2 separate regions of the Mus musculus genome follow, and region 1 is linked to region 2. The links are chromatin contacts, called in public Hi-C maps. All regions are on one chromosome and are shown on one strand. The core of a region is the stretch at or near the end of the contact, and the rest is flanking DNA. Distances in the headings are between cores, read along the strand shown. Region 1 overlaps Sorcs2 (sortilin-related VPS10 domain containing receptor 2). Region 2 overlaps Sorcs2 (sortilin-related VPS10 domain containing receptor 2).

Region 1 (4,921 bases), core at 363-2,862, 160 kb after region 2:
CTACACAGAGAAACCTTGTCTCGAAAAGCCACAAAAAAAAAAAAAAAAAAAAAAAAAAAAAGATACTTGGGACCTGGGGCTAACAGTGGGAACCACCTCAGCTCTCTGATGCAAGACTCAGCTGTCCCCCTGAAAGGCTAGGGGGGTGTCCAGGAAGAGCAGAAAGATCCAAGGCAAGAGAAAAGCATGGTGGCCAGCCACTGGGACAGAATCGGCAGCCTTGAAGGCAGAGCTCTACACATCAGTCTGAAGGAACTTGAGGCAGTCCTCAGGCGTGTTTGTGTTCTCTGCAAAGTGTTTAAGGTTTCAAAGCTCCTCTTCCCCAAGATTCCCCTGGGTCCCAAAGTGGAGTCTTGAACAAAACCACTTTCTTGTTCTTCCACGCTGCCAAAGGAAAGACGTGCAGGACCTACAACCAGCAGAACAAAAAGATGACGAGGATGGGGTGTGCCTGGACAAAGGTGCATGGGGGGCCTCACGCAGTATAAACGTGTATCTGACCACTGCGGCTGGGTGCTATAGAAGCATTGCTGCAGGGGAGAGCTGGATGCTCTCTGTGTATCTCTATGGCTCACCACTGGCACCAAGACTAAGTTGAAAATTTGGCCTGGCCCATCCACCTCCTGAGTGGATCCTTCCTCATCCTCAACTCTGAGGCCCACGTGACCCAGGGAACAGACTCACTGGATGTCTCCACTGACATCAAATCCCCAGCAATCCCAACACTCACCACTCTTCCTGCCAAGAACGCCCCTGGCTGACTCCACATCCTGCAAGGCCTGCCCAAATGTCTAACGTTGCTTCCCCCGCACAGCCTCCCCAGGACGGTCCTAGAATAAGCTCCTTCCTCCCCCGTCCCGGGCACTTTCACCAGCACATCAGCATCACCCAGTCAGTGTTCTGCTAAGACCAGAGCCAGGTCCTCCTCCTCCTCCCCAGCCCCCAGGGGCTATCTCCTCTTCTTCTCCACACTCCCCCGCAACTCCGTGTCTTTTCCCTCTCAGTGGACTTGCCAGAACCAAGCACATCCAAATGTCCCACCCAAGAGTTCTACAAATCTGAGAGCTGACCCTAGGCCTCAAATAAAGGCTCAGCAGTGATACCCAGTCACAAACCCCCAGCATTGGGTATGGAACATATTAAGTTATTAACATATTACGAGACCTGGGAACATGGTGATAAACAGTCAAGGCCTGGTCCTCAGAGCTCAGTGCCACAAGGGTTGGGTAGAGTCTGGATGTGGAGTATGAGAGGTGACAGAGGGTATAGAATGTGCTGGAACCTGGGAAATCGGGAGTTAAGACAGGCCAGGAAGGGAAGAGAAAATAGGACTGAAAGGGGGGAGCTCAAAGGTCAAGGAGACCCTCACTTGGGCCCGCTTCTAGGGATTACACCCCCAGAAAGCCTCCTGAGGCTGCAGCAGGTCCTAAGGTGAGTGGAGTCCCAAAAGGTTTGGGAGCCAGCCCAAGCCCAGCAGCTCGGGTCTGAGAAAGGCACCCAGCTATGCGTGGAGTCTGGCCAAAGCAGCAGAGGTGGAGGAGGGAGGTCAGGGGGACACTCCTGTGAGCTGTCTGCTTCAGAGGTTCCAACTGACTGCTCCCTGTGAGGTCCTGGCAGGGACACATGGCCCCCTTGGCCCTTCCCCCAGCAGCTCCACGTTGAGACGCGTTCCTGACCAAAAAAAACACAAACCACAAGATAAAACTTCATGTTAAAGGTATTTCATCCCTCGCTTCGGCCTTATTAATTTCAGATGGTAGCAAACAGCCAGCGTGGAGACTTCTGAGGAAAACCTGGGTGTTAGGCTCCAGCTGAGCCACAAGGCACCTAGAACCAGGCCCCAGGCAGGCCTGAGGGTCAGGTGGAGGTCCATCTCCTCTTCTAGAAACAGGTGGAGCCCAGTCTCCAGGCAAGTGCCTCTCACCCAACCACCACCAGGAAAGGAGTACCAGCCAGGGCTACTCAGCAAACCCTCCCCTACCTTAGAACCCACTCACACCCTTGCCAAAGTAAATATAACCTCAGCAGCTCTTCAGACCACGAGGCTAGGCGGGCATGGCCAGTGTCTTTTGGCTTCTGATTAGAGAAAATCCACAGAGCAGGAAGAACACAGCTACTGAATTAATGCCGTCCCTGAGGGCAGAGGGCTCCCAGGTTTTGACTCAGATTTGCCTCCAACCCCCAAAGTAAAAAGCCAACTAGAGACAGACCTCTATTGGGCACGGGTGTGGGCATAGCTGCACAGCTGTCCTGCCTGCCAGCTTCATCCTCTTCCAGCGATACATCAGTCCTGCCCTGACGCCACCGCCCACCCTATGCTATGCCCCTCTTGCAAGCATCTGCCCCTTGCCAGCAGTTACGTGTTAACTCGGAGTCTCGGCAAGCGGCCATTTCAGGAGCACATTCCCCATTTTACAGGTGGAAAAACTGAATCTAGTCCAAGCACTAATGTTTAAAGGCAGAGCTGTGACTTGAGTGTGAAGCCTATCCCTTCTGCCTCTCCAGCAGCTCTGTCCCTCTGGGTGACAGTCCCCAAGCTCTAGCATAGGGTAGATGACATCATCTGTAGGTGACCTCTGGGGGTGGGGACTATGGTTGTACAAGTTGGTACATTTCTTCTTCATCAGCCTCTGTCTAGTTGAGACTGGTGTGGTGCATTTTACAGTGCTCTAGATGGGTTCGTGGGACTTGTATTTGTTCTTGGCACACCAACACTCAAGTGTGGCTCCAGGGATCTCCAAAGGCTGACTCTTCCAGCCCCCAGAGCCTGGCAGCGGTAGGGTGGGCATAGGAGCTGCCTGCCCCACCACAAGCTAACTCCAGAAAAACTCGCTGGTCAGTGGGCTCCATGGGTGTCTCTGTGGCGCTGCTTCCCAGGCAGCAGGCAGTCTTCAGACATGGTGAAGATGCAGACGGAATTCTCAGGGCTTCTATATGCAGCAGTGTCCCTGACCAGCAGTTAGGTGTCCAGAGTCCTCCTGGCCTGGCTAAAAGACTCAAGTCATGGTAACAGCTTCCCTCATCTTCTGGCACAAAGAAGCAAGGAAAGGGTGCCAGCCTGAGGTAAGGGCATGGGCACTGCCTGGCCCACAGGAGGAGCTCAATAGACACAGGAATCTCTTCCTTCCAGAGCATGGATTACTCCTGCCTTAAGAGGCTATACCCACGCGCACCCTCAGAACAGCCCGGTAGAGCACCAGCCACACCCATTCCCACGCTGCTCATCTCCCTCACTGCTCCAGGTTGTCACATGGTGTGTGAGCCTTGCACCATGGCCTCCCCCACACTATAGACCAGCTTCCTTGGTCGCCTGGGACCTCGTTAGAAACGGTCTCTGGCTTCATCCTGACCCACCCCATCCAAGCCAGCATTTTAACAAGGTCCCCGGAGGCCGTGGGTGGGCTATCATGAAGAAGAGCTACTGTGAGGACTACGGAGGCCCCTCTGCTCAACGCTTGGGCTAACCCTCACTTCTTTTCTTCTCTGCTGCATCTGGGTTCAGCTGTCCCCTCAGCCAGCGTCTCCAGGGAGCACCACCTTCCCTGAGAGTCATATATAAGTCTCTACCTGTGCAAAGATACACACTGTGCATTCAAACTAGCACCAAGGGCCTGCCATCTGCAGACACCTCCACCTGTGCCTGAGCTGTCCCAGACCCAGGTCACTGGAATCCAGGCCTCATTGAACCCTACCTAAAGAGCCATCTCTAGTCATGGTCAGGGACAGGACAAGCTAGGTCACCTTCCTGGATCTGTCTTAAGTTCAAAGAAAATGAAACTGAGACTCCCCCAGCACAGGCTCTGGTCCCCTTTCCATGTCATTTTCCCACCCTGCTCCCCACAGCTTACACAGGTATTCCCCTGCACAGATGCCTGGGTTTGTGTCCATTATGCTCCCTGCCTGGAACCAACCTGTGGGTCTCCTTGTCCTCTGGGACTTGACCCCAACCTCACCCTACTTCAGACTGTCTCCTCCCAGGAGTCTGGGCCCTAGAGACAGAGACAAGTCATCATGGTCATCTCCCAGTACCAAGTGAAATAAACATGGGGGGAGATACCTGGGGGCTCCGTAGTTTGCTCTAGACTTCTGGGAAGCCTCTAGAGCATTCTCTCCCTCTGTGTATCTGTTCCCTGGGGCAAAAGAAACCCCTACAAAGTTCAGAGGCAAAGAGGGTTACCCATGATAGCAATCATCTGTGCTTCCAATTATGACTTTACTGCTAAATTCTGATGTCATTTCTAGATTTTAGGCCAAGTGGGAGGAATGAGAGAGCTGGGGTGAGGCCTGGCTGTGCCTGCCATGATGTTCCCATGAGCAGAAGATGGTTCTGCTACTCCCTGGGTCAGAGGGTGTGTGGTGTGCACAGCTCAGTCACATACCCTGCCTCTGGGAAAATGCAGTCTCCAGTCTTGAAATGATCTCAGAGGGCATCCTGGACCACAGAGACAGATATCCTAAGCCAGTGACACTGTGTAGTCACTTCACCTGCAAAGTAGCTATGAAGTCCTGCTCATGTTAAAGGTCTCAGCTGGGTAGATGACCCCAAACCATCCACATAGGCTGAAATGCCATCATCAGAGGGAAAGGAACATGAGTATAGAGGAGAGAGGACACATGGCCTCCAAAGCCAGAGGCTATAGTGATGTGAAGGTGGCCCACAGATGCTGGAAAGGCAAGTGACTGCGCTGTCTCCCAAAGCTGCAGAAGTCACAGCCTTGCTTTGTACACTAACACACGTGTTCCAAGTTATTGGGTCTGGGGCTGCTTGTTACAGCAGCCAGACAGCACTCATACCTTCAGTCTTCCATGAAATGGAGACAGCAGGAGCTCCGACCTGGAAGTCTTTACAAAAGAGAACCCAGCATCACCTAGGCCTCTGGGAAGGCCATAATTCTAGGAGCTGTGGAATGGCTGGGTAGGA
Region 2 (5,561 bases), core at 2,760-5,259:
TAACAGGGACTGAAGCACTTCAGAGGAATGGCCAATTCTGGACTTGGCAGGCAGTTGACACAGTGAGCCCAGAGCAACGGTGTGGTGCCAGCAAATGCAGAAGTGTGCTCAAAGCCAGAATAAGGCTCATAACGACAGGCATCTGTTCACAGGGACCAAGAGCCAGCTGACAGAGCTCCCCACAGCAAGCGCTAGGGTGATTTAAACAATAAAATAAATAAAGCATTATTGGATTACAGCTGAGGAGGAGATAAATATTCATGAGCCCACCCTCATGTAAACAGCTGATTGAAAGAGTAAATAATGAGGGAGGAGAGATGGGCCTGTCTTTACATCGGCTCTACAGACCCTTCCCCCGCTGCGGGAGCATTACCTACACAGGAACTGTGCAGCTGGACTTCCTAACAGGAAGTGTGGTACCCAAAGGAGTCACATTTATCATGGAGAAACATGGCAGGCACCTGCTCAGGCCAGGGACCAAGGTCAGCATCATCAGAGGAATACCCTGAAGACAATGGCATTTAAGTCATAACAAGTCCTCAGTGAGGGACACTGCAAGACACCCTGGTCCCACACTCGAGGTTATCAAGGGTCAGTCATCAAGAAAGAAAGTCAAAAATCTGGCATGCCCTAGTAAAGCTTTAGAAGACAGAGAGTGGCCACAATGCAGTGCCCACAAATGAAGATAGGCACTCTGGCCAAAGCCAGGGCATCTAACTGAGGCTTCAGTTAATCACAGGAGTCAGGACCAAGTACTTTGAGACACTGGGATAGACACATGACCACTTTCTACACTGCTGTCACTGTTATTCTATAAATATAAAATGGATGTTAAGAGTTAGACCTCTGAAAGAGGCACATGGCAGTCGGGGAAGGAGGCTCAGTGGGGAAAAGCAGTTGCATGAAGACCTAGGTTTGAATCCCTGGTGTCCATATAAAATGTTGGGAGTGGCCACATGCCTGCCATCCCAGCAATAGTTTGGGGTCAGAGAGATAAATGCAATGGGGGCCTGCTGGCCACTACCGTAGGGGGAATGGTAAACGCCAGGTTCAGAGAGAGACCTTCTCTCAAGGAAATTATGGAGGAGGACACCCACCATTCTTCTGGTCCCTACATACCTGAGAGCACACAAGGCCATGCCACAAGCTGACCAGTGAGCTGAGGACCAAAGAGCCTCCTGAGAGTTAGGCTGTGAGTGTCCCTCTCTACTTCCAAGAGACACAATGATATGTGGAAGTACTGAGCTGAGTCACTCCAGCTCTGATCTGTTGGGGGACCACTGCCACGCACTTCCTTTACTTAGCAGGGTGGTGGCAGAGAGGACTGATGTGTGGCTCCCTTTAGAAGCTCAGTTATAGCAGCAAAAACCATCACTGTCCTGGACATATCTCTATTGCCACCAGCTTCATCACAATCCTCCTCATCAGGTCCTTCCAATCACCATCATTATCACATCAGGACCACTGTATCAGCATCCTTACAGTGTAATGTCTCCTCCTGCCTCTTCATCATATCCTCTTGTTTTTCACTTCCCCTCCCCTCCGATCCACTACCCTCCTCTCTCCTCTCCTTTCCCCATCCCTCCTCTCCTATCTTCTCCTCTCCCTGTCTCTCCTCTCTATCCTCCCTTATCTCTAAGACAGGCTTTTAATATGTGACAAAGGCTTGCTAGAACCTGCAAGTCTCTGTCTCCTGAGGGCTACGTTCTTCTGATGAGAGCAATTTGGGGATTTGTTCCTCCCCCTCAGTACATCCAGGGGGGCAGGGATTCAAGTCTCAAGGGTGGACTGTAAAACTGTTTGAAAACAGTTGTTTATTTTTAAAACCGTATCACATTGATCCTCGATCAGAGGAATAATTCAGCTTGAGCCAGCACAGTCTCCATCTCATACAAGAAAAACAACAGGAGGCTGTTTGCCTCCCTCGATGACTTGTGGGAGGGTGGGTTCATCTCCAAACCCTGCTGCCTCTATAGGAGGGAGCCAAGGGCTGTCCTACAGTCATGAAGACTAGGAAGACATGAGCTATTGATACAGGTAATTGGCTCTGTTGATCCCACTGGAAGCAAGCAACAGCCCAGAAGCTGGGCATGTTTCATGTCCAGTATAAAATAAATGTGCATAAGATCCATGGTACCAGAGGTCAACACAAATCTTCCCTCTGTGAGAAGGTGCTGAGAACATGCCTGTTACCAGGGAAAGAAATGCAGGTGGATTGGGTTCAAATCCTGCCAACATACTCCCTAGGCCATCAGCTCAGACAAGCCCTATGATACTGAGCCTGGTTTCCCAACAGGCATGTGAGAAGCTGCCACCCAGGACTGCTAGCCCATCAGCACTGTGTCCAGTCCTCTGGAATATGACCTTATGTGGATAGAGCTCTATGGGGTGACTGTAAAAATGAGGTTATAAGCATGGACCCCAAACCAGTGCATAAGAAAGAGATTTAGGCATAACATGTAGAAGATAGTGTCTTATGCCCATGAAGTCATTCAGTGGCCAGCACCCGCCAGGAGCAGGGGACAGGAAAAGCTGGGACCTGACCAGGAGGTCTCTTCCTGAGCATCAAAGGGTCATAGGTCAAGAAGGGTCATGGGTCAAGGAGGAGGTAGGATAAGCTTCACTGTAGAATGACCTCAGCTGTGACTGTAGATGATGTGGATAACCTCACAGCCCATGGAGGACCCACACAGTCCTCAGCAAAGCCGCCTTTCTGGGAAGCAGGGGGATGCTGTGGTTGGCTGGGATCTCCCAGCCTGCTACTTCTAGTTTGATTTTCAAACATCCAAGGCAAGAGGCAAAGGAGAAGCTGTCATCAAATAAATTAAGCTGACATTTTCTGTTACAGAGTAATTTCTAGCAAGTACCATTTCCTCGGAATTAGGTTGTTTACATTTTTGCCAAATTGTTCCCACTTAGGTTGCTTAGTGATAGCAGGGCCTTCCCTATCCATAACAGTTAAATAAGTAGCTGGACCCGCTTGAGTTCTAGGACAGAATGTGCATCAGATAAACAAGCATAGTGCTCTTCTTCCATTGGGGGATCAGCTCTGTGCAAATTCCCCTCTGTGCTGTGTTATCCCCATCAGTGGGGATATGTAAGTGCAATTGGGTGGGTAGGACTTTCTGCTCCCTACTTCATAGTTCTTGGGTCTTTTCCTTTCATTCAGTCTCAGTGACCCTTCCCCGACCACGGGATGAGAGGCGTGTCTATACACTCATTCCTAGAGGAGACAATAGGAAACTCTGACCATGTCCATAAATGGAGAGAGGGGGCAGTCCAGCCTACCCCAACCCAGCAACTTTGTGGAGGGAAAGCCATTCCTCGTGGCATGTTCTTCCTAAGACCAGGGTCAGGAGACTCCTAGTCCAGGGTAGGTTTTTGTGTGGCTGGAGAGCTATACTCATATTTCCAGAGAGTATTGTATATCTAGTAAATAATGCCCCACACTTTGGATTTCTGCCGTCCAGAGTCTAAGAACATGACCTCATTTGAGATCAGAATCTCTGCAGCTGTGGTCAAGGAAGATGACATCATCCTGGCATCCATTACCCCAGTCACCACATCCTCCAGTGGACAGAAGATGTCAGCACAGACACATAGACCAAGATGGGGCAGACCTCACAGGGCTGTGGCCATAATCTAGAGACCATGGGCTGGACAGTCCAGGGGAGCTGGAAGAGGGAGGAGGTTCCTTTCAGAGCCTGAGGTATGTGGCTTGCTCCTCCCCTCAGCCTTTGGGCCTGTGTGAGGGTGGCAGTCGATGGTTGGCATTTAAGGACCTGTTGGTTGGCTTTGCTACAGCACCAATGGAACACTAACGTAGGTCAGATGATTAAAAAATACAACACGAAATAGCACAAAACACAGTGGAATATGAGGCACAGAGCAAGCAACCCATTCACTCTAGAGTGTGTACTATCAGGCCCTTCAAAGAAAACGTTTGCCAGTCCCTAGTATCACATGAAGCCGACCTCTATCAGCATTGTAACCTTCAAAGCTGGCTACCCAGTCTCACCTTAGGCTGTTTTCTTACTTGCCTGCCAAGTTTCATGTTCACTTCAAGCCCTATTCTAGATATTTATTTCTGCTGCCAGGACCTTTGTACATCGTGTTCATAGCTTATCCCCAACACTTGGAGGAGCCTTCTGTCCTGACTCCTCACATCAGGACCATTGCTACTCCGTTCAGGAGCCGCTTGACTGTTTTTTTTTCCCCAACATTATTCCAGGAGCATGTTTGCAGTTTGCTATAGTTACTAGTAAAGTCTAATTAAAAGCATTCGTTAACTGTCACTATTAGTAATTCAGATATTCTCAATGCCTCTCCACAGTAAGTTTTCATGGGGAAGGGGATCAACCAGTGTCCACCATGAATATCTCATTCAGATCAACACGTGCTCCATAAATATTACTAGATGTATGTAAGTATGTGTGTATGTATGTAGGTAGGTAGGTAGGTATGTGTGTGGGGGGGTGGATGAACAGTTAGAGGGATAAAAGAATAAATAGATGGACTGATGGGTGGACAGGTGGATGGACAGATGGGTGAATGAATGGATGAACAGATAAACAAATGAAACAATAGACAGATGGTCAGAGAGATGAAAGACTAGCTGTCTGGATAGGTAGAGAGACAGATGGATGGACAGACAGAAAATAGATGAGCAGATAAGTAGATGGATGAATTACTAAGATGTCTCAGACTCTAATCCCTACCCCATGTCTATACTTGTTCCTTGGGGGCCTGAACTTCAGATCCACTTGTCCCATGATGCATCTGTTCATAGCTGTCCTGTGTGCTGACAGGGTAAACAAAGTCCGGAGTCCTTCTGGGCTTAGGATGAGGACATGTGGATGGGTAAGACCCGGTTGTTGGCTTCTGTGTCCTGAGGTTTTGGCCAGGAGATAATATTCAAAGATGTAGACTTGCAAGACTTGGGTTCAAGGCTAGCCCATCACTTGAACTACTTGATGCCCATGCAGAGATCCCTGCCCTGGCTCCTTATTGTCAGCAACCAGAGGACCACATCTCCAGCTAGCATGGTACGCTTCAGCTGTCTAATTCCCAGGACCTCTGCCCATCTTGACTACAGCTATACTAAGTGCCTCATTATGCCCTAGAAAAGGTGTAAACCCAAGAAAGGGAAATGTGACATAAAAAATGTCTTTCCTTCCATGGGGACCTAGAAATGACCTTGTGAGTGTGGGACCCCAGGCAGCTGAGCTGCCATGCTTTGGCCTTAGTCAAGAGGCAAACAAGGCCTCAGACACAGAGAACAGCCTCTCCTAGGAGAGATACTGTCACCTCCTCCACAGAGATGGAGTCTGAGGGTCCATCTCAGACCTCTAGGGAGACAGGTGTAGGCCTGCTCCCAACCCCTACCTGCTCTCTCTTTCCACCTAGCACTTGTCTCCAGCCAACAGCTACTCATAACCCCCTTCCAGGTAGAAATCAATTCTCCTCCCCTCCCCCACAGAGTGGAAACTCTGTCACTCTTCAGAGGAAGTGAGTAAATAAAGAGCAGCTTTAGGAAGCCTGCCCACAGCCTCCCTGCCTGC

Evidence for each region. A called contact is a pair of places that touch in the nucleus more often than the background predicts.
Region 1: a Hi-C map of uterus shows a contact between it and region 2, with 2.4 times the contacts expected there. The contact joins two enhancer-like sites. A contact is called at or near these places in 4 of 484 Hi-C or Micro-C datasets (embryonic stem cells, forebrain neurons and uterus) and 3 of 115 datasets of contacts at active chromatin or transcription factors (embryonic stem cells, large pre-B cells and pancreatic cancer cells).

Annotation. Positions count from the first base shown.
Region 1 is chr5:36,291,694-36,296,614 of GRCm38.p6, forward strand. All of the region lies in intron 1 of Sorcs2 (sortilin-related VPS10 domain containing receptor 2), which reads right to left. Among named protein-coding and RNA genes, the nearest start is that of Mir7689, 7.4 kb to the right of the region's middle. Within about 2 kb of position 1,613, at least 35 of the 459 cell types and tissues checked have an H3K27ac peak or open chromatin away from gene starts, as enhancers often do. A contact at or near this core is called in uterus, where this site is marked.
Region 2 is chr5:36,130,507-36,136,067 of GRCm38.p6, forward strand. The region is part of intron 3 of Sorcs2 (sortilin-related VPS10 domain containing receptor 2); the gene reads right to left. Among named protein-coding and RNA genes, the nearest start is that of Gm52810, 13 kb to the right of the region's middle. Within about 2 kb of position 4,010, at least 17 of the 459 cell types and tissues checked have an H3K27ac peak or open chromatin away from gene starts, as enhancers often do. A contact at or near this core is called in uterus, where this site is marked.